Linked DNA regions of Capra hircus: region 2 is linked to region 1. Evidence: chromatin contacts called from public Hi-C data. All regions are on one chromosome and are shown on one strand. The core of a region is the stretch at or near the end of the contact, and the rest is flanking DNA. Distances in the headings are between cores, read along the strand shown. Region 1 holds the start of GNAI3 (guanine nucleotide-binding protein G(k) subunit alpha). Region 2 holds the start of LOC102185621 (glutathione S-transferase Mu 1).

Region 1 (6,177 bases), core at 442-2,941:
GGATCACTTGGTAAAGTTCCATATGTAATTCTTAAACTTGTGAAAGCAGTTCCTAGGCAAAATTTGACTTATAAATCCACTGAAGAAATCAACAGGTTGAGAAAATTGTGCTCTCAAGTGATTTTTTCCCTCACCCCAGTGTTGTTGGAGTAACTCTCAATCCTAAATGAAAAGCTGTTGTCAGGACTTCCAAGTAACATCTTCTAATGGCATGGTAGAAAAGGAGTGAATTTGGAGTCAGATCTACTTATTCACTGTGCGAACTTGGAAAGATGCTTAATTTCTCTGAGCCTATTTGTTTATCTGTAAAAATGTGGACAACAACCCACAATCACAGGGTTGTTGTGAAGAATAAACGAGATGACACATCGAAGTACCTAGCCATACCTGGCAAATAGGTACTCCATAAATATTGTTTTTTCTTCCCTTCTTCTTGCCCTTTCTTCCCGTAAGTACTGATATTCTAACAGTCACTAGGAAGAGTAGGAGGCTTGGAACTTTGAAGAACTGGCATTGACAAATTAAGGTGCATGAAGCTATTTAATGTGGTTTTCAAGAAATCCCTCTAATGATCATCAGTCACCGTATATATCTTTCTGTTGGGATCTTATATTCTAAGGTCTAGGTTCGATTGGGGAAATAATATTTAATCATAGGGAAAGGTCTTGGAGGCTGCAAGAGTTCCCCTCCCTAGAATGTACGGTGAATGTTTTTGTGGGGCTCTTTGGAAGTAACGGTAACGTAGGGCTACTTTCACCACAAAATCCAGGATTATGAGTAAAAAGAGTATCAGTGTGGGGCTTTCATAGGGGATTTATCAACTTCCAGGTGATACTATAGCTGAGAAACAAATTTTACTATGACTTCTCTTTTTGTGTGTTACCACAGCAGGAAATTTTAATAGAGATTCACAGGATGCGCTGGTTTGTTTTAGGGTGTGAACTTTGGTTGACTAATCTTGGTAGAAGTCCTAAGTCCTTAACGCACGACAATATGTCAGGGCTAAATCTGGCTTGTGTGGGGGAAAGGCAGCATGGAAATTTCATGGAAAAACCACATTCTTACCTTATGTAAGATCTGTTACCGATTTCAAGAGACCCTTTACCGACATAGTAGCTGGGCAACTCAAGCCCACTGGGTACCAGTAGGTGAGCCAGAGGAGAGGGCAGAAAGGGACTGCAAAGTCCCAGGCATGGTGGGTCTTAACTTATTCCAGACGTGGAGCCTGACTGCGTCGAGGCCCAGACTGTAATTCTCATCCCATAGCTCTGGCTGGGACGACGCCAACAGACAAACTATCCTACGCTTGGTCTCAGATCTCCACAGCCAGAATTAAAATGGTTTTCTGGCCAGTGGAAAAATTCCCAGCAGAAATTCCCGTGCGGATTGCGGGCTTTTACTTGGGAATTCCCATTCCCCACCCCAATCGGCCGTGCGACCTCGGGAGGGTGCCTTGAACCGGAGAAACCAGTCCCTGGTATCTCTATATTCATCCAAATAAGACAGCCAAAAATGTGAAAGGGGATTAAAGTCGAGCGGCGCCCGGTAAGCTCGACAGGGCCGCCCTACATCTCGGAACCGACGCTCGGCGTCCTGGTCTCTCTCTCCCCCCGTACTTCCGCTTTTGGTTACGCCTCCTTTACCCCAGCTAAGGAGGTCGAAGAAGTAACGGCCGCGGGCGTTGCCGGAAGTGTCGTAAAACGCCGGATATCCGGTTTCTCTGGGCGCCCTGGGAGCTGACGGAGAGGGCCGCCGCCCAGTAGTAGACTGTGTCTCCGCCTGCCAAGCCGCAGTCTCCGCGGTTTTTGAGTGAGCCCCGGCCCGGTCCCTTCTTTCGCCGCCGCCATGGGGTGCACGTTGAGCGCCGAAGATAAGGCGGCGGTGGAGCGAAGCAAGATGATCGACCGCAACTTGCGGGAGGACGGGGAGAAAGCGGCCAAAGAAGTGAAGCTGTTGCTACTCGGTGAGGGGCTGGGGGCGGGGCTGGCGGGGTGGTTTAGAGGGCCCAGGCACTTGAGAGTCCTAATGGGGGGTCGGGCCGGGCGGGAGGAGAGGACCCCGAAGAATCTGGAGGGCGTGACGGACGTGGGGCGGGGTGTGGGGTTGTGGCTGGTGCCGGAGGGCATGATGAGGGGGTGGGGTTTTGGGGTTGTAGGAATTAGGCTGGAAAGAGGGTGTGCCACCATGCTGGGATTGTGTTTAGCGAAGGAGCTTCTAAATGTGGTCCAGTAGGACATTGAGACTGTATTAGGAATATGGGACAAGCTCATAAAGGAAGAGCTGATGTTAGAGAAGGTTTTTCAAGGGAAGGGTTAGAGTGAGTTGGTGTTGAGGACGGGAGAGTGTGTTGGGCTTGTATAATGGATTGTGAGTTTGGAGCGTGGTGATACTTTATGACATTAGAGCTGGGGGGGGGGCTTGAATAATGAATATAAATAGAGAGGGGGTCTTGAACAGAGTGGTCACGTAGGACCCTGTCATTTATTAGAGAGTGGACATTTTGAGCTCTCGCTGAGGTGGAGGAACCCTGGGTCATCCAGGAACATAAAGGTGTATGGTTGAAATAACTGAAAAGTTCTCAGGTGTAAAGGGAAAGAGTTTGAGTGTAGAGGCTGTGTGTATTTATCCACTATTTCCTATTATTTTTATTTTCTTAAGGTTTTTTTTATAACTCCTTCCACTGTTTTTATAAGAGCTGGTGTGAGCTGAGGATATTTAAAGCCTGTCTTGTTTGAGGTTTGTGGCATAGGATGTGATGATGACAATAGATTACACAGTGAGAGTTGATGAATATTTGCTAGGGATGGTGTGCAGTGGGAATGCAGTTATCTTAGGATAAATTATGGAATTTGACTTACTGTAAAAGATGTGATTGTGACAGACTTCTGTTGAGCTGGGGTTTTTTGTTTGTTTCTTCAAACGAAAAGTACTGGCTTCAGGAATTTATTTTACTTGACATTCGTTTTAGGTTGTTTCTATGTACAGTCAGATGCATTTTACTCAGCCTGGTTGGTTTTAGAATTTTTGAGAAATTGTTTTCTAGAAGCTCAGTGAATCATATAAAATACCCTGATGTCAGCTTACCAATAAATCAGGCCACATTTTTTCTTCACTGTTAGTATTTTCTAGGGATCTGTTAGGGAAGAATAAATGGAAGTAATGGTTTCTGTAAGCAGTAGAACTTTGCTCTTTAAAACAGTTGATTTTGGGGAAAAAGAAGTTGCTTTAGGAGAAGTGCCTAATTTTTATGGTGTGAAGCTCCAGAGGACAGAACGCACCACCGTAACCCAGGGTTTATTCTGCATTCAGGGTGCTCCTGCTAGTCTTTTCATGGTAACGTGTTTGACAGTCTGTTGATTGCAGAAGCCTTGGTAACAGCTTTTTGAATAAAGGGAGGAAGTTATGCACTGGAGTTTGAGCCTTCAGTTTGAATACTTACTCTTACAGAATGTATGAAAAAAAAATTTGAAGTTCCAAACTGCTACTCTTCCATATAACGGGTATCATTTGTGAATGAGCATGGTCCCTGGTACGTAGTAGATGCTTAAATATAAACTGTTAACCAGCGTGTGTCAGCTACTGTTGGACATAGCTCCTTGGGACCTTTCAGGTGTTTGATATAAACTATAGTACTCAAGGCATTAGCATTGTTTCTATCGATCAGTTGGTTATGAAAGTAAAGGTGTGTTTTTATCTTCTATGGTTATTTTGGTTTACATTCATAATCAGAGATCCTCTCAGGATATTAGGTTGTTGTAATACAGGACTTTATAAATAGTGCATTTAATTAAAAACAAAATTAAACACATGATCACTTAGGAAATTTCAAAAGCAGTAGGTAAAAATCAAGGTACTACAACATTTGCTTTTCCTTTTTAATCAATTTCATTGTTTTAAGTAAGTTTTTTTTAATCTTGAGCAAGTTAAATGAACAGATTCAAGCAGGTTGCAGAGAGAGATGCATTTGCTTGAGTCATGACATAACACATATATGAAATTAAAGTTATCTTCTTTGCTATTTCTATAAACAAAATGCACTCATCACAGTAAACAAATAATTTTGCTGTTGAATACCTCCTTTGATATACATGCAAGTCATTTTTACTTCCTCTCTGTAAAACTATCAAACTTGGTCTAAGTTGCAGTCACTTATTATTTTAACAAAATGAATGTTACCAATTAAAGTTACTATAGAAATTCAGGAGGAATGCAGTATTATAATTGTTTTGTTACTTTTTGTTTAAATTTCTTTTAGATGTATTATTGAGAAGCTCTTGATATACTAGTGTCTAATCATAATATTCTGTAAAGAAACAAAATTATGTTATACAGGGCTTCCTAAGCAGATGGTAGTGCATAGGAAGGTTTGCAGTGTGCTGTTGGCAAATGTTTTATGGTTTTGAAATTTTAAATCATTTTTATGATTTTAAATCATTTTGTAACTAACTTTTCAAATTTCATAGCAGTTAGAATGATATTTGAACATTTTTGGTATGATTCCACCAGTACACTTTCTGAGTTTGGCAATTGAAAATATTTGATTTGGAAGATTTATACCAATTAGTGTTTAATATCATCTATAACGTTTTATACTTTTTCATGTCATAATTTTATAATATAAAAGAAAGTACGTTATTTTCATCAGGTCCCTCCAGTTTATTTGGCAGTCTATACAAGTATTATAATTTTAAGCATGCAGCATGATGTGACCAAAGTTGGGAATCACTGGTATAATGGATATGAGCACTGCTTTTGGAGTCACATAAAACTGAATTCAATTCCCACCTCCATTTACTAGCTGTGAGACCCAGAGCATGTAACTTAACCCTAGGAGTCTTACTTTCATATATAAAGTGGGGATGTGATACTTATTTCTAAAGCTCAAATGAGATAATATATGTAAACTGTTTAGCAAATAAATACTAACTAAACGGTGACTTCTGTTACAACGATTGGAAAACGTCATTTTAGTTGCTTTTTTCAAGAGTGTTTCAGACAGATATTTGATTATTTTTCAAATATTAATGAACCCTTTTCAGAGACCTTCAAAGAATTTTAATACAACTCTTTTGTGGTAAAAGGAATTAAACATTATCTTTTAGTTTTGTGAGTTATTGAATGATCTACTCCGGTGCTGTCTCGATCCATTTCTTGATAGTTCCCCTTAGCAGACCTTGAGAAAGCATTGTTATCAAAATGAGGTTAGTGCCTTCTTCTTTAGGATTTTGCTGGTAGTGGCAGGGCAAAAATTAAGTTGCATGCAGAGTAGTAGTTAATTAGTTAGTAAAGTCGCTCAGTCGTGTCTGACTCTTTGCAACCCTGTGGACTGTAGCCCACCAGTCTCCTCCAACCATGGGATTCTCCAGGCAAGAATACTGGATTGGAACTGTCTAATTCACTTAAACCCTATATTTTATAATTTATTTACATTTAAGTATCTGCATGTTACTGACTGAATATGCTTGTTATTGAAAATCGGACTGTCCTTTGATAAATATGCTATTATTTTAAACTCTCATAAGATGATATTGTTTATAATGTTTGCTATTTGGCATAAGATTCATAGCTTTGATTTCTTGTGATGGTGCATCTCATGCCTGGGCAAAAGAAACTGGCATAAAACATTGAAATTCACATGCAAGAATAGGTTGGTTTGTTTCTTATAAGAATTTACTATTCTTTGTGTCTTTTATTTGCATTTCTACAGTCTGAAAGTGTGGTATCCTTTTCAGCAGTTACAATATTGTGATCTTGCCTGAGTATGCTAATTCTGTTGTAAGTACAGGAATGACCATAGAGTTGGGTGCTTAGTACTTCTGGATTTGATGGGACCTTTAACTTTGTAATGGTTGCTGCAACTGTGTTTTGTTAAAAATAATTTTTAGCATATTAAACATATTTTAGTCTATTCAGTTCAGTTCAGTCACTCAGTTGTGTCCGACTCTTTGTGACCCCATGAACTGCAGCACGCCAGGCCTCCCTGTCCATCATCAACTCCTGGAGTCCACCCAAACCCATGTCCATCGAGTCGGTGATGCCATCCAACGTCTTATCTTCTGTCACCACCTTCTCCTCCTGCCCTCAATCTTTCCCGGCATCAGGGTTTTTTCAAATGAGTCAGCTCTTCGCATCAGGTGGCCAAACTTTTGGAGTTTCAGCTTCACCATCAGTCCTTCC
Region 2 (5,878 bases), core at 515-3,014, 130 kb after region 1:
AATATCTGATCTACATATTTTAACCGTTATTATTCTGTTTAGTGTTTTTAAGAAAGTCATATTCTCAGTGGAATCCGGTCATGTGTCTTTTCCAAGCTCAAGATGTGTAAAACTCAGAATGACAACCCCTTTATAATATGAAAAATATAACTATTAAGAGAGGCAGCACTTTTGTGTGGCCAGAGCCACTATCGCCTCCCTTTGGGCAAAACGACGAGGGAATCTGCCTTTCCCTATCTGCCTCCTGAGTCTGGACCCCTAGCTGAGCTCTGAGGACTGGCAGGGTGGGAATGGCTAGGGGCATCCACAGAGGGACTGAGCTCTGCTGGTCTCTGCTGATAACATTTTCCCTGCTCCCTAGCTTAGCAGAGATGTGTAGACTCTGAGTCTGTGATTTAACATGGATTAGAGAAAGTCTGTCTTCTTCAAACCCCCACTCCATACTTTATCTTGGTGGTCTGAAACCTTTATTCAATACTGGGACCTTTCTATCCTTAAAAAGTGTTAGCTAATTTTAAACTGACTTTCCTGTAGAGTTCCAAGCTTGCCTTTTAACTTCTGAAATCGATTTGTTTTCAAAAGGTCTTATCGTCTCTTTTTGTGTATCCATTACTTTGTAGTGTACTTTAAACAAGGGAAAAGGAAATACAGGCCAACCTTGTCTTCTCGTAATTTTGAAATAGACTTCAATCTTCAAAGAGGAGAGTTGGCAGGTGGGACATTGTTTTTGAGGAGGCTGTATCACAGAGTGACATGAAAGGACACCTGAGCCACCCTCTCCTACACAAAACCACACCTGGGTCAAGATCAGGGCAGGAATCTGTGGACATGGACAGCCAGGCTGTGCCGGACCCACTCTGACTGCAATCCTGCGTGGTGTCCTCCAGGCTCCTTGCTGGCCACCCCTACCAGTCCCCCTCGCAGCAGGAGAGGCTCCTAGCTGCTCAAAAAACAGCTCTCCCTGCTTCATTCAGAGCCCTCTGTGACTACCACAGTCCAGGTCACTGACCCAGTCAAAATGAAGTACATCTAGCTGGTTGTGGGGTTATTTCTGGAGTTGTACCTGGATATCTTCTTTGCTGGACCTGCTTCTGTATTTGGATTCATTGTTTAGGCCATAAATCTACTTGATTAATTTACATTTGATTATTATCACTCTTAGCTACACGACTGAAGGGATGAGTCCCCTCTAGTCCCTGAAAAGAAAGCACTGACAAACTTCTTCCTGCACCTTGTGGGTGTTTCTTGTATCCCATTAATAGTCTGTTCTAGAAGATATGCTGCCGTCAGGGATTGTAAAGAGTCGGGGGAGCGTGAGGATTACTTGGAGTACTGATCTTCCTGTGCCAGCGGCTCATTTAGAGTTTCGATTTGAGGAGCACCCACTCTTAGACTTAACTTGGCAGTTAAGAGCTTCCCAGAGCCCAAGGGAACTCGGTAACCCAGGAGCAAGTCTCAATGATCGTGGGAGGGCAGGGGAGGTGGAAGATTCGTGCTGTCGTTAGGATTCAGGCTTGTTTCCCGAGAGCACTACCAACTTCCCCGATTTAGCTGAAATCGGACTGCCGACGGGAACCAGGCTGCCCTCAGCGTCCTGGTGCCCAGAGCTCGGCTCCCGAGTTTTGAGGCTGGAGGGGGAAATGGACTACTTCGACTGCCCGGGGCGCAGATGCCTCGTTGAAGAGTCCCGGGTGCCCCTAGTGCCAGGAAGCTTCGGAGATTGGGCAATAATTGGGAGCGGGACAAAGAGACGAGATGGGGCGTGGCCTCACTCAGGCCACACCCAGGCATCGGATAAACATCCAAATCAACGGTGCAGAGCTAGAAACCCGATCCACAGACGCTGACTATGGCGATGACCCTGGGTTACTGGGACCTCCGCGGGGTGAGCGGGGGTCCGCTAGGGCGGGTGGGATGGAGGCGGGCGGGGATATGCTGCGCAGTTGGGGACCAGTAAGCCAGAAATGTTTTCTGCTCGCTGCAGCCTAGCCCCTTCGCACCGCCGCCTCCTTCCAAGGGGTGTGCGTGCTGTGTGTGTGTGTGTGTGTGTGTGTGTGTGTGTGTGTGCTCAGAAGTGGGTGGATGGGGGAGAGGGCTGGGAGTATGGGAGTGACTGGAACGGTGAAAGTTTTGCAGTCAAGACCTGACGTCTGCCCTGTGTCCTGGCATCTTTCTCAGCTAGCCCACTCCATCCGCCTGCTCCTGGAGTACACAGACTCAAACTATGAGGAAAAGAAGTACACGATGGGGGACGGTAATGGCATCCTTGTCATGGCCTGACTTCTGCTCAACTCATGCTGGTTTGGTGCCAAGCATCCCATGTCCTGACCCCTGTTGTTCATGTCTAACGCCTTCCACCAGCTGGAGCAGGGACCTGCCCCTTCCCCAGCGCTTTAGGGTGCAGCTGGCCTCCAAGGAAGGATATGAGAGCCCACAGCTGGGTCCTGTATCAGCCATTGGCACAGGCTCCCCTTAGTGCTTACCTAAATCCTTTGTAAGGATTACTCATGTAGTTTCAGGAAATTCCTGTTTGTTTTTTCCCTCAAAGCTCCATGTGAGATTAGTGGTTCAGATTTCAGATCCACCAGTTCAGGGGCGGGGGGGTCTTGCCCCTGACTCCTTGGTAGGTCCTCTGGGAAGGAGGGTTGGATTTGTGGGAGGTTGTTTCAGTGCATCTTCTTTTTCTCAGCTCCTGACTATGACAGAAGCCAGTGGCTGAATGAAAAATTCAAGCTGGGCCTGGACTTCCCCAATGTAGGTGCAGGGGCTGGGGTGCTGGGAGGGGGAGTAGACAGTGTCTCTATCCATCTCCTTTCCTGGCTTAGAGGTTTCAGGAACAGGTACCTTCTGCTCTGTCTCTCAGCTTCCTGGTTCTGTTTTCTGCCTTTCCATGATGCTCTGTGTCCCAGCTCATCCCTCCATTTTATAGCATGTTATTTAGTGCCCACCATGGGACAGGCTCTGTGAAAGCCAGGTTTCATTTCTGCCCTTGCTCAAGGGAGCAGATGCAGGGGAGCCTGGTGGCCCACCTGACCTGGCTTTGTTGTTCTTCCAGTTGCCCTACTTAATTGACGGAGCTCACAGGCTCACCCAGAGCAAGGCCATCCTTCGCTACATTGCTCGCAAGCACAACATGTGTGAGTGGGGCTGGGGTTGGGGACCGGGATAAAGGTGGCCATGCCTTGGGCTGGGCTGGGAGGGGATACTGAGGGTGAGTCTCTGTTGTGTGGGTACAGGTGGGGAGACAGAGGAGGAGAAGATTCGCGTGGATGTATTGGAGAACCAGGCTACGGACACTGTTAATGACTTTATTATGCTCTGCTACAACCCGGAATTTGTGAGTCTCCTCCTGCTGATCTGGGATGGATGTGCTTTAAAAGGAGACTAGCTTAGTTTATCCCTTCTACAAAGATCATTTTGTAATTTGATCTCCTTGGAGCTACTGAGCTGGTTTATATGGAGTCCTCTGAGTGATTCTCATAACTCTAATTCAGCATATAGAAGCTCTGACACAGTTCCCCCCAATCTAAGGATAGAATCTAGACTCCCCAAGGTGGAAATTCAGTTCCTAGACAGGATATTTACCTTGTTAGCCCAATGCCTCCTCTTCAGCATGTCAGGCATAAACCCATTGTGCCTGGTGGGCAGGGCTGGGTCTATATCACATGGTCAGGATCTGTTAAAGTCCTGACTGTGAGTCCACGCCTACTGAGTTGGACAGGGTCCCACCTACACTGGTCCTTTTGCCATTTAAACTCCTTAAATCTACTGATTCACCAAGCTAGTCCCTACAGAGTTCCGAGAGTGACCCTTAGAACTCCCAGTGCATGAAATGCAAGCTTGGACTCAGTTACCATCAGTCTTAGGGTAGAGTCCAGCCTCCCAGGGTAGAAATTCAGATCCTAGATAGGTGTTTACGAGTTCAACCAGTGCCTCCTCCTTGGCATCTCAGGGATCAGGACATGTGTCCAGTGGGCAGCCCAGGGCCAGACTTTATTCCTTTCCTGCCTTCCTTTCAGCTTCCAATTCTTCCCAACTGTCCAGAAACTGTCCACGCATTCACACCATTCTGTCTCCCACACTGGAACAAAGGACTTCTTTCCTAGTTATTTTAGTGTTGATCAGCCTGAGGTTTGAGGCCTGACCTCTACCAAGTCTCACAGCATTGCTGGTCTGACCCCAGGCAGGTGTCTGGAGCTGACTGGTGGGTGGCAGGGTCAGGGACAGTGTGGTTTTGCCCTTTGCCTTCCCATCACCTCTCACAGATGGGAGGTGGTACCCATAGGAGTCTGATGAACACAGGTGGGTTGAATGGCAGCTGGGCAGCTGGGCACCAGGTTCAGTTGGGGGACATGGCTGCTCACCTGGCAGCTGGGATCAGACACAGCCCCAGGAGGCCTGTTCTGCCAGGGAGTCTGTTTCTGAGGGCAGTGATGGCTGTTTTGTGTCTCAGGAGAAACTAAAGCCTCAATACTTGACGGAGATCCCTGGAAAGATGAAGCTCTACTCAGAGTTTCTGGGGAGGAGGCCTTGGTTTGCAGGGGACAAGGTAAGTGGGATGGCTTTAGGGGAGGGAGAGCTGTCATTTTCCTGAGGTTCAGAGTATGGTGAGCATTCATGCTTTGTCTTTCTGCAGCTCACCTTTGTGGATTTCCTGGTTTATGACGTTCTTGACATTCACCGCATATTTGAGCCCAAGTGCCTGGATGCGTTCCCAAACCTGAAAGACTTCATCTCTCGTTTTGAGGTATTCTCCTGATCCTCCTACTATTAATACATCTCTTTCCTCTACACTCGTCTCCCTGCAGCTTTCCTAATTGGAACAAAACCAAGTATAACTAGCATTTATTGAGAACTTGGTTTATGATAGGTTTTCTGCTCAGGGCTTTACATACATTGTGTCAGATTTGATCTTTGCCTTATTTCTACAAGGTAAAGAAGTATCACCTCCATCTAAAAGGCAAGGAATAAGCCAAAAGGATATGTAATTTCTGATGGTCACAGAACCAGTGCAGGCTGTGCTGGGCTCCCAGTCAGAGTGTCTGGATTCTATGGAGAGCAGTCAGTGGCTCTCCATTTCCTGTGTGGAAGAGAGAAGCTCAGGTCCTTTTGTTGTCTGGGCTCAGAGCTCTGGAGAGTATGGAGGAAGCAGAAATCTCAGGAGTTTGGATGTGGCTGGCATTAGTTGAGTTGAGACACAGTAAGAGTGATGTTAGGTATCAAAGACATAATGTTTTTTCCTGATCACCCAAGGGCCCTGCGGCTTATTGGCTCCCTCTCTGGGGTTGTACTGACATTTCCAAGAATGTAATTGGTTCTGGGATTTTCTTCCATAGGTAGGTGCCTTCTTGGGAAGATTTTATCTTGTCTCTATAGTAGGCAGTTTCCTTCCCTCTCTTTCCTTCTTCCAGTTACTCATAATTCTGTCTCAGAGATGGGATGATCCATTCATTTTAAGTCACATTCACTGATCTGACCCTGTCTTCTGTATGAGGCACTGTGTCAGGCACAGGAGGGGTACAGAAGTCACACAATCCTGGAGTCCTAACTGGGGCTCAGTGCAGCTGGAGAACTTCAGGAACCCTGAAGCTGTGTGGTGTGGGTGGAGCCCCCTTGGTTCTGGAGGAGTACAGCCTGACCTCACCTCCCAGCTCATCACCACCCTCAGTCAACTACTGATAATTGGAGAGCAACAAATAATTGAGATGAGTGCCTGGGAAGGAAGACGGGGACAGATGTGGACTGCAGTGTGTGGCTTGTAGGGCCCTGGGCTGTGGGGTCCAGTCAGCCCTAGGTCTGGGACTCCTGGGAACTCTGCGGCACTGTCTGTCTTGAGAAGATGGTGCACAGGTGTATCTGAGTGTCTCACTGCCTGGGT

The links. A called contact is a pair of places that touch in the nucleus more often than the background predicts.
Region 2: a Hi-C map of blood shows a contact between it and region 1, with 5 times the contacts expected there. The contact joins the promoter of LOC102185621 here to the promoter of GNAI3 in region 1. A contact is called at or near these places in 2 of 5 Hi-C or Micro-C datasets (both in blood).

What each region holds. Positions count from the first base shown.
Region 1 is chr3:86,634,544-86,640,720 of ARS1.2, forward strand. GNAI3 (guanine nucleotide-binding protein G(k) subunit alpha) reads left to right here and starts at 1,692. Exons shown (of 9, transcript XM_018045872.1): 1 at 1,692-1,963. The coding sequence starts at 1,846.
Region 2 is chr3:86,768,885-86,774,762 of ARS1.2, forward strand. It overlaps LOC102185621 (glutathione S-transferase Mu 1), which reads left to right and starts at 1,765. Exons shown (of 9, transcript XM_018045877.1): 1 at 1,765-1,885; 2 at 2,179-2,254; 3 at 2,690-2,754; 4 at 3,056-3,137; 5 at 3,237-3,337; 6 at 4,454-4,549; 7 at 4,637-4,747. The coding sequence starts at 1,850.